Regions from separate parts of the Zea mays genome. Here region 2 is linked to region 1. A link is a contact called in public Hi-C data. All regions are on one chromosome and are shown on one strand. Each heading gives the region's core, a stretch centred on a gene start, on an enhancer-like site or on the middle of the called end of the contact. The rest is flanking DNA. Distances are from core to core; before and after follow the strand shown.

What was found. Hi-C and Micro-C count contacts between places; a contact is called where the count stands out from the background.
Region 2: a contact with region 1 is called in a Hi-C map of ear, with 3 times the contacts expected there. The contact joins the promoter of LOC103639087 here to the enhancer-like site in region 1. A contact is called at or near these places in 6 of 25 Hi-C or Micro-C datasets (ear, leaf and tassel).

Annotation. Positions count from the first base shown.
Region 1 is chr9:131,102,175-131,108,207 of Zm-B73-REFERENCE-NAM-5.0, reverse strand. It overlaps LOC100382583, which reads right to left. Exons shown (of 8, transcript NM_001175313.1): 3 at 4,676-4,754; 4 at 4,057-4,118; 5 at 3,871-3,970; 6 at 3,712-3,753; 7 at 3,579-3,620; 8 at 3,033-3,393. The coding sequence ends at 3,229. Among protein-coding and RNA genes, the nearest start is that of LOC118473393, 25 kb to the right of the region's middle. Within about 2 kb of position 2,832, at least 10 of the 20 cell types and tissues checked have an H3K27ac peak or open chromatin away from gene starts, as enhancers often do. A contact at or near this core is called in ear and tassel, where this site is marked.
Region 2 is chr9:131,278,374-131,283,995 of Zm-B73-REFERENCE-NAM-5.0, reverse strand. It overlaps LOC103639087 (putative B3 domain-containing protein Os10g0537100), which reads left to right and starts at 1,503. Exons shown (of 1, transcript XM_008661883.3): 1 at 1,503-3,107. The coding sequence starts at 1,970. The coding sequence ends at 2,803.

The sequences.
Region 1 (6,033 bases), core at 1,583-4,082:
CACAAATACTGTGTCGTGTTGCCAGGGCGCAGCCAGGGCTCAGCCAATGCCATAACTCGGTCGATTAATAACGTTGTCTGATCGGTGTGTCCGAGTACCCACTATACAATTTAATCGCTCGACGTGAGTCCAAAAGCTCAACACAATATAAATATTTAGAGCGATTTGAGTATGCCCTATATAGACTTTACATGCATTTTAATAATTTTCTGCTACGGTAAATAAAAGCAGAAAAATAAACACTAAAATTATTGCATGAGCATAACACATCAGGTGTAAAAAGCATTTTCCATATTTAAACATGTATTTTTCTACTAATTATTTACTGCAGGAAAATAATTAATTAAAGTAGAAATTATAACATAAAACATGCTTTATTTTTTTTTTATAATCTACAGCATGAAATAAATAAAAAATAAATGGAGGCTTTTCTTTCTTAGCCGACTTTTTCTCTATTTTTTTCTTCTTCGGCCGCTCCTACTGGAGCATTGATGCCCGCCATGCATGACATTTTTTTTTCACAATGGCAGCGAGTAGAGGCAGACGTGCAAGAACTTTTATGCTTATCACCATCTGTGCATGCATGCGAATCTTAATTTTAAGATAGACTGGTGAGACGGCAGTACGACACATCCTCCGGGCCGCTGCGCGCAACGATTTTTGCGGCGAGCTGTTACTGGATGCGGCTTTCCCGTGCAGGCCCAGGATTCTCACAAGAAACGCGGATGACTCAAATGTATCTGGTTGACGATCTGTTTTTACTGCCGTCCACCAAAACAAAGCTTCCAGATCTAAAGCTAACTGAGGAGCAAACCGAAGCCACCACAGTCAAAGAAGATCCAAGAATGACCCTTCCTCAACGCATTGGCACGGTGCGAGCACAACACCACGACGGTAATGGCAGTTCGTCGCGTATGGATCACAGCTCGTGCACATTAACATATTAAGAACAGTAAATATACCGTTCCATTACGTAGAGGAAAAATCGAAGCCTGACGCGTAGGACAGTTCGGCTAGGCCGGAGGACCTGCCGACTTGACGGAGAGTTGATGCAAATCTAATCCCGCAGCAACGTCGAGGTAGAGCGTGCTGATAACGTATTGAGAACTACGTTACCACGGATCACCAGATCCGCTCTCTTCCCTCCCGTCAGCAGTAGAGGCGCGAGAAGCTGTAGAGAACCCGTCTCCCTTCCCATAAGCACGACAGAGGAAACACACGAGACACATGATATAGGGTTGGGCCTCTGGCCTCTTTTTGATCTGTGTTACATGAAGTGTGTTACATGAAGGGGTGTACAGGTTCCTTATATAGAGATGTGAGACCCGGGCAAAGCCGGTATTTGCCCACATAACCCTAACTAGGGTTACTTAACAGTAACTATCAAATTCAGGTGTTACATTTCTTCTCCTCTCTCTAGTTTCCTTTCTCTTTTCTTTTAGTAGAGGATTGGTTATTTTATTTGGAGATGTAACAATACTTTAGTAAATAAAACTCTAAGGGAATAAGAATTGTTGCATAAACCATGAAAATAGTTTTAGATTTTTTTTCTAAATGGTGTTCTAGAATATGGTGCCTAGCATTAAATGTCTTGTCCATGCCACTTGACAAATATCATGACACATGTTCTACAATCTAGATTTTCTTGGCGCATTATGCTCCATAATTCATTGCATTAAAACTTAATTTAAACTACTTTGAAAATCTATCTAACGTAGGAGACTAGTGTTCACTACAACGTCGTAGATGCTTTAGTAGTGCTTCTTTGTACTTCGGATGATCAATGTTGACTAATTGTAATAGATACATGAAGTTGTACTAGCAAATAAACACTAAAATAAGTCTATTAAAATTTAAATAATTTTAGAGCATGATTTTAGAAAAATCTGAAACAAGTTTTGTAATCGAGCTAAAATAAATTATCTATGAATTTTCAAGGTTAAACCAGGTTTAAGTTTTTTTTTAAAATTGCATCATTTTTATGTAAAAAAATGTTTGAATATATTTTTATTATTCTTTAGCATTTTTTATAAAAAAAATTGAATTCGATTTACTTTCTTAACTTTCAACTTAGTCCGATTTCATACGACGCCACATCAATGACACTGTCGTCAAAACCGTTATGATAACAAAGTGACCTTTTTTCAAAATTTAAGAGGATTAGAGCATATCAAGACACTAGCCAAATATCTTCTCAAGCTAAATTCTAGCTACTTAATAGTAAAATAACTTTTCACAGCCTAGGCATCTAAATCGTGAAGCTTCTGACTCTCTAAATTAGCTCTCTCATTAGCCAAACTAACTTGCATGTTGAAGAGTCTTGAAATGAGATGCTACATATATAGTTTAATCTTTATGGAGAGGTAAATAGAGAATAAAAAATAAAGAGTCCCTTGAAAATGCTCTTAGGAAACTAGTTTTATAGATTAGTGTACTGATGTAATCGAATCAAATACGGATAGATATTACTCGTTTTATATGTGTTTTTATATTTTCTCGAGTTGTGTCGGATAAGATTTGAATGGATATCAACGTCTTAAATATTGAACTTTAATTATATGAATACAAATATAGATTAGATACTAAATACATGGACTCAGATGTCAACCCTCTTAGGCGGATTGATTACGTAGACCCCTAGATTAGTGAGAAAAATCGAACGAAAAATGGATTGGATTGATTACGTAGACCCCTAGATAGTTCATGGTGTAAATCAGACTTTTTCGGATCGGAAAATGGATTGTCCTTCTTCTCAAGGGCAGCTTGGCTCACATCGGGAAAAAAAAATGCCGCAGTGGCAGGCCGCGAAATCGGCCCGCTCCAGCGGAATTGTGCTTACATATCCCAGCAGTGCCAGTGTCCAGGTATCCCTTTCACCCTTTGCGTTACAATAACACTACACGTGTAGCCCGAGCGAGTTGTCGGCGTCGCATGCGATATGCCAAGTGAACTCTAAAGACTTCGGCAGCTGCGTATAAGAAAAGTAGCGCATCAAGCTTGGTTGGGTGTATCCATGGGTGGATTTCATTTTCAGGCCCCAGAAGGCTTGCAGCTAGCTAACCAGCCGTTTCTTGCATCCACATACTACAGATTTATTTTTATTTTTTTTACTTTTCAAGTACAAGTTTGCATACAAAAGTTGCAAATAAAACCATTGACGTGTGCCCTTCGATGCTTTAATTTCAGGGAGCTTATTCCTTTTAGCCGATCGAACTGAAAATCCGTGGTTCAATCAGAGTCCCGGTTGGAGGAGCGCTCCCTGCCGGGTAATCCTATGTACAGCTCCGTCTCCACGTCCATGTCATTGCTCGGTGCCGGCAGGCTACGCGGCCAAGGAGGGACACAGCGGTTCAGGTCCGGTGGCGCCTCCGGTGGAGACTGGAGGTTGCGCTGCTGAAGCCACAAGAACAGAACAGGCAGCACGTTAAGTTTTAGAAAACCACACATGATGGCTGTGAGACTGTCTTTCTTGCGCATATCATGTTAACGTTAAGAGTTTAATTTACAGTTTGCAATGTTATTAAAAAAACCCTACATGCCTTCTCTGCGGTTTTCAATGTTGTGTTCGTTTGATTTACCTTATCCCGCAACTCTTTGTTGTCTTGGAGCAGGGTCCTCTCCTGCAAGTTGTACAAGGAACAGCAGAGGTCAGGAATTGGTCACTAAGAGTTTCAGGATACTCTGGGGTCTGGGCTCTATGCGTTATCTTACCTTCTCCTTCAGCTTGGATATCTGCTGCTCCAGCAGTTGTGTCTGTGAAAACAAAAGGTAGGACGTGCATATCAACTTGGGCGAACAGTTTCTTTGTTATCGTAATACGCAGAAATTTTAGAGACTAGGGTTTATGTGACAACTGTGGCATTTACTTACCTTCTTCCCTCTGATGACGTGAAGGCTCTTCGCCAGTTTAACCTCCAGATTATGCAGTTCTTCAATGGAGCATTCTTCTAAATTTTCACCCAGAAACATTCTGCAACTCATGTCAAGGCGGTGAATTGATGGCCGTTCTGCTCTGAGGAATGTCATTAATCTTTAGTGAAATACATGATTGCTCACCGTTTGGTCTTTTCTAGGGCTTCGAGTCTACTTGCCAAGCTTACGGCATCTGCTTTGACTTGCTGCACTTTCAGATGATTGAATGTTAAAAGCTAAGTGCGCCATCACATACGTTCTGTCCTAAGTGTAAAACCCCAAATATCTAATGCAAGTTCCATCTTATATTGAGAGCACTGGCCTAATAACCTCAAGAAGATACTTTTACCCATGTTTTGAAGTGATGCTGTATAACATGACTTTAATGCTTTGGAGGTAAAAGTATTCACATGAAAATGTTGCCTTTATTCCTAACTCTTCAGTTAAGCGTTTAATCCATCTTCGTTGTGGTTTATATATATTAAAAACGCTCATGCAAATTCACTTTCTGGTTTGCTGTAATAAGTGAAGATGCAACAGTCAAAAGATGTGTTTAGTATATACAATCAGCCACATGAAAAGTAATAGAATCTGAAATAATGGGCAAATTAAGTATCTTCCGAACAAAAACATCTCATCAGTACAGAAAGAAGAAAAATAGTCTATCACTTCAGATATCCGATCGTGTAAGTACTAGTAGTAACTCATGTCTGTCATGATCAAAACCAGGTAGGTCATACATACTATACTGGGAGAACTTCACCTGTATATCTTGTTGAACAGTCTTGTTATTGACATTTTCCCTTGTGTATGTCCTGTAGCGGTCAATTGTTTTCTGGAGGCTGCAGAATGAAGCAAACAGTAAGAAAATAATAATATTTCCTAAAAAAAGCTAAGCATAACATATTAGTGCACCACACTGAAATTATTCTATCCCATCCAATCTATATTGCGTAGGAATAACCGAACAAGCTCTAAACTGCTCCAAGTGACCTATAAAATATCTTCCCCAGATTGATTAGCCCTTATTGATTTCTGGAACTAATGCAAATATATTGGTGATAAAGCAATGGATAAATATTGAACTTCAGCAACGGAAGTCTTCTGCTTCCAAGAAATAGGCCCTTCAGCATACCTTAGCAGCCTTGTGAAACATCTTTAGCATGAGACGAGAGTGAGTTACATACTTTGATATCATAATGTTTTTAACTATGCATACCTCAAGCTCACAATCAATCAGCTATGAGCAATTAATGACTAGATAATGTTTTTTATCTAGTCATACCTCAAGCTCACAATCAATCAACTATGGCAACAGCCTCTAAAATTTATACTATAAAATTTAAGGATTAGATCATATTATAATTGAGCTCTAATTCTATTCATTTTTAAACTAAAATTAATTAAGGGCTCAAACGAATTATGGAAAAACATTTGGATCGTGATTCATTGCCACTCCTAATCATATCCATGATATTTCTATTTAGGTCAAATCGTTTTAGAATCCTCTTAATGAGCTCCATGTCTTGGTCAACTCTTGTCCAAATTAAGTACAAATTGTTTACCTCTTATAAATTTAGAATTCTAGATCATCATATGCAATGTATTGTGTATTTGTACCTTCTTCTCTTCTCTAAAAATGTCATCAAAGTCGTAAATATATTGTTTTTGTCTGTTAGAGCCATTACTACCTCAAGCAGTCACTGAGACCAGCGCCTCGTCATCGTGCCAACATCCGTTGGTGGACTTGGTGCCATCAGAAACAAACTACGAAAAGTTACCAATATCATGCCTGCGATCCATATGCCATGCCACTCTACCACGTTGTTATTGGCCATGTTGTGACCATGCATATTCACTTGTAATAACCAGCTTCTTGTGAAGAAAAAATTAAAGCCAAATAATTTGTATATTATGCTGCTCGTGAGCTTCTCATGTCTTGTGTACATCTAGAAATAGATTGACCAATTACACATAAGATCATGTCCATGAATGGTGTTGAGTTTGTGATCCAAATTCTGAAGAAGGCGGCCAAGTTGGCGAGCGAAGCGGAGGCCCGTCGCCGGGAGGCTTGGGCCAGAGCGCAGCGAGGCCAACTGGCCTTCCCGCGGCCCAGGGACG
Region 2 (5,622 bases), core at 254-2,753, 180 kb before region 1:
AAAAGGTGTTTGAGATGGTGAAGGACATGGATCATATCGAGTTCGAAAAGAAGAAGAATGACGAGACCATGAAAGGGAAGAAGAGAAAGTTGGATGAAATGGAGAAACCATCAGTATTCGTTCCTTTTTAAGAAACAACTAATCTTTTTCAAACACTTATCGTACTGGAAAGAGCTACATGCGCCCCACACAATAGACTGTATGCATCTGTAGAGAAGAATGTCTTTGAAACTATTATCAGCGTGTTGCTAGACATGAAGACAAAGACCAAGGATGGACTCAAGTCATGCACTGATCTTGTCAACCTCAGCATAAGGCCAGAACTTCACTTGAGACAACATGGGAATGGGAAAGTTGAACTACCAGCCGCGACCTACAACCTAATAGATGAAGAGCAGCCAACGTTTTGCATGTATCTAAAGCAGGTGAAGGTGCCAACCAATTTTTATTCCAACATCAAAAGTATGGTCTTGAACTCTTGATGAAAGACCGCACGTTGACCAACTTCAACTCCCACGACTGACATTTTTTTGTAGTTAAACAATGACAAAATTATATATATCAACACGCAAAGGAGAGAACGATTGCTGTGCAAGCAGTCCCTATATGCAAGCATACAAGCGAATCATTTGATCCATTAGATTATGATCCAACGATAGATGCGGTCATGGTTTGTTAGGGTTCTTTTATAAAGATACTTGGCCTTTTGGTGGAAGGATTTAAGTGTTAAATGTGATATACGATTGAATCAATGATCATGATCTAATGGATCAGATGGTTTGCTTTGTATAACCGTGGTTGCCAGCAATGGAAACCAAGCGCATGAAATTCAGGAGAAGTGATAAAAAATGAGCATATGCATATGTATGCAATTTCGATTGTGCTCGCCGCACAGCTCAGACTATATAACACCACCATTGCAACAGCTGCACATGTTTTTGTGTGAAGCTCTAGCTGCTATAGAGAGGATGTACAGCACTACGGCAGGTCGGAACCTGTTGCAGTTAATTGCTTCTTCTATGCTAATAGATGTAAAGTTCTACTAGCTGCTAGAAGATGTAAAGCTGGGCATTGCAGAACTCAGTAGGACAGTAGCTACAGCAATCTCATGATCAATGAATATAGATCAAAGCATTGATAAAAACTAAAAAAAGAAGAAGAGAAAATGGAGTAGTACTGTCCATTATTCTGTGCCACGACCTACCGATCACTGCAGGAGAAGATATTTTCCCTACCTGCATCTCATCATTCATACAGTCAAGTGTCAACACGCAATTGCTGGATCACTGCAGCCGCGAGATCATCTCCATCCATCCATCCATGGATGGAGGAGCTAGCTAGAGAGGTGGGGGGATCCCAATAGGTTGAGCTGAGAGTGACATGCATACTCACATGATCTCAAGCCCTATCATTCGTCGCTCGTGGGCCCCACCCCTCACATCGACGGCCTATAGTCCCTCTCGCTCTCGCCCCTCCTCTTCCTCTCCCACCGGCCTCAGCTAGTAGTAGGATGCTAGATGCCGCTTCATCTTCCTCTTTAAGAAAGCTAGCTGGGGCTTGCTTTGTATTTCTCTTCCCAACCTTTTCCCCTCCATGTCTCATGTAAACTGAAGCCTACTGATCTACAACCACAGCGCCTTTGCTGAAGATCTCACAATTGCAAACCAAACACACCATTTTTCCCCGGCCTTTATCGGAGTATCCTTTGATCACCAGTCCTGTCCTGTTACAAGAACAAATAGCACTCTTTATCCAGCAGCTAGCCAACCACCTGCTATCCTAGGAAGTTCGACAGAGCTGCATCCACATATAATATTGAGCTAATCTAACCCTAAACCCCCTCCTAAAATAGTTGTGGCATATAGTACTGTTACATACTCCACCAGATCCCTGAAATAGCATACTAGTCAATAGTCAACAGCTGTAGCAGCAGCCGGAGCTCGCTCGAGAAGCGTGAGCGGGGAGCCCCATGGAGTTCACGCCCGCGCATGCGCATGCCCGTGTCGTTGAGGATTCCGAGAGGCCTCGCGGCGGCGTGGCCTGGGTGGAGAAGGAGCACATGTTCGAGAAGGTGGTCACCCCGAGCGACGTGGGGAAGCTCAATCGCCTGGTCATCCCAAAGCAGCACGCGGAGCGCTACTTCCCCGCGCTGGACGCCTCGTCCGCCGCGGCGGCGGCGGCGGCAGCAGCCGCGGGAGGCGGGAAGGGGCTGGTGCTCAGCTTCGAGGACCGGGCGGGGAAGGCGTGGCGCTTCCGCTACTCGTACTGGAACAGCAGCCAGAGCTACGTGATGACCAAAGGTTGGAGCCGCTTCGTGAAGGAGAAGCGCCTCGGTGCCGGGGACACAGTCTTGTTCGCGCGCGGCGCGGGCGGCGCGCGCGGCCGCTTCTTCATCGATTTCCGCCGCCGTCGCCAGGATCTCGCGTTCCTGCAGCCGACGCTGGCGTCTGCGCAGCGACTCCTGCCGCTGCCGTCGGTGCCCATCTGCCCGTGGCAGGACTACGGCGCCTCGGCTCCGGCGCCCAACCGGCACGTGCTGTTCCTGCGGCCGCAGGTGCCGGCCGCCGTAGTGCTCAAGTCGGTCCCCGTGCACGTTGCTGCATCCGCGGTGGAGGCGACCATGTCGAAGCGCGTCCGCCTGTTCGGGGTGAACCTCGACTGCCCGCCGGACGCCGAAGACAGCGCCACAGTCCCCCGGGGCCGGGCGGCGTCGACGACGCTTCTGCAACTGCCCTCGCCATCGTCGTCAACATCCTCCTCGACGGCAGGGAAGGACGTGTGCTGTTTGGATCTTGGACTGTGAAGACAATCAACATCCTCTAGCAAAAAGAAGGAGAAATTGGGTCGAGGAACTGATGGGGCACTGACACACGAACTGATATGGCTCCAGTACTGCATCTGCATGTGTAATTGTTGATGAATTGGTATTTCTTGATGATATCCTGCTCATATAATCATATTAGCTCATTTGTGCTTTCCGTAACTAATGTGTGTTTCTTCTCTTTTCTTGATTTGATCTTTGTTCCGAGGATATGATATCGATCTTGCTCATTATAAATGTACATATTCTGAATCATCTCTGACTAAATTCAGTAATTATTTAAGAACTGCACTGTTCACTCTGCAAGTCTGCATACGATATCAGTTAGCCCCCAATGTTTGCATATCTTACTGTTTGGGTCAGGTAATTTTGTAGTTTTGGTTTCTCGAAGCACTGTAGCCCCTCTCCGGGCAACTTCACAAGGCTCTCCCCCCAAAGCAAGGAAGCACCGTAGCAGAGGCAGTTAATGGATGACTGGATCAGGTCAGATCAGACCCTACCCTACTCTTTTTCCTAAACATCAGATGCTTTTCCATGGATATCTATACACTCCACTGCTGTATCCTCATGTCTGCAGCAGCTGTATTTACTATCATTCTTGGCTTGGTTCTTGTGCAATTCCTTCGCTGCTGCCCGCAGGCTGCCACACCTGATATTCTGATTCGCTTCTCTGCTTCCATTGCTCACTCCTGCATGCTGCAGCAGTGCAGCTCTTCCGGCCTGTAATATTCTTACAAGGAACCAACATAGATCCTGCTGGCTCGGTTCTTAAACGTTAAGGCCCTATTTGGAAGCTTAGTATTTTTATAGTTCTGAAGCAATACTATAGTAGGAGTATTTGATAGGAGTTTAGTATTTTAAGTTAGGGTCTAAGCTTCAGAACTATTAGTATTGCGTCAGAACTATAAAAATACTCCTACCAGACCCTAATAGTGTGTTTGGTTTGAGGATTGAAGTGATTCATCTCCTTCTCACTCCTCACTTTTTTATTTGGTTTGTGGAATAGAATGAGTTGATCCATCATCATCTCATTCCTCATAAGCTAATAATTAGTATATAAATGAGGAGTGGATTGATTCCACCAAAATTGATGGAATGAACTTATGATGCATCATCTCATGAGGCATAAAGTGACTCTACAAATCAAACACATCATAACTTTTTTGCTGAGGCATGAAAACATGCATGCTTCAGAAAAAATAAATAAATTTCTTGGATCATGCTGTATATATATGACGATGCGTGGTTAAGCGGATTAAATTAGGGAATCACACTATTTCAACAACCAAGGAGAGAACACAGCACATGTAGTTGGATACAAATATTTAAAACTAACGAAACACTGCCTAGGTAAAATCCAAACTATCGCTTCCACACGGGAGATCACACAGCAATGCAATTAGGAACTATCAGTGGTCTTTGTCTATCTGTGCATGTAGCGCTATACAAAAAAGTTTGCATTTTTTGTGTACTATGTATATACATAGTGGAAATTACCTTTTATATATACCTGCATATTAAGATATATGCTGAAACAGTCGGAATGGTTATCCTGAGACTTCTTTGCAGTGGTGAAGTTAGAATAAATTACAAGGGTTGCGGTTGGCTTAATTGTGAGCGTATATATGGACTTAGTCCACAGAGGATACATACCTTGTAAAAAAGCAAAACTTTATCACTGATTTTGTATTCGGGGGTTGCATCGTCTGCGCCCACAGCTATAAGCGTAGCTTCTCCCCCTCCCTACAGCCCTAGTATAAAATCAAATTATGCAAAAGATGACATTATAAAGAGAAATGCTTGAGGTAACTGGTTAATTGGTTTACATCGTATTATACCAACATTATTATTAATAAACCATTGTTGTGAATATGTTCCTCGCTCTTCTAGTAATATAGGTAGTAGCTGAAAAAGGTAAAGGTAAACATTATTTCCGTAAACATTAGGGCCCTGTTTGGGAACAAAGTTTTTGAAAACTACAGTTTTTGAAATACTACATTATACTTTAGTCATGACAATACCGCAGTTTACAATACCACAATTTTGAAAACTGAGGTCCAGACCTAAGTTTAGAATACCTTAAAACAACTATAGTATTTGCAATACTTCAGTTTTGAAAACAGAGATTTTAGTAAGCTTGCCAAATACCATTCTGTATATAATATTGCAGTATTTTAGAATACTTCAGTATTCTTCCAAAACTGTGAAAAAACTTCACTCCCAAACACCCCCTAGGCCTCCAGCAGGGCTCTAAAGTGTACACCATACAACCCCGGCCGAACCAAGAACTACAAACGCAAAAGGACCAAAAGTACACTAGAGATACCGTATTTCAGTGGCCTTCTAGCTATACGTAACTCTCTGCTGCCGATTCAAATATCATTCGATTTTCTGGACATTTATATTTGATGTATGTAGTGCATTCTCTATTATTGCCATCTTTAATAATTTGCACCAACGCATATTGTATTCAAGGTTTACGTTTACTGGTCCCCCAATATAGGTGGTACCGTACCACTCTCGTTCAGATTGCACATTTTAGGGTTGCATACATATAGTAGAATCGTGTACATCATATTCACAAAGTGGGGCTTAATTATATATGCTCATATGATGATCGTCAAATTGTAACTTCCAACGGAGACAAGCAATAATTATACTGAAGTTTAATTACTCGATCCTAATTACCATAAAGAAGGACAGCAGTGTGACATATACGTATTAATTTGCTAGCTAGACTGTCATTATTATCTTATTGTTGATACGTTCGGGGTATGCATGGGTCATCGTCCTATTCCTCT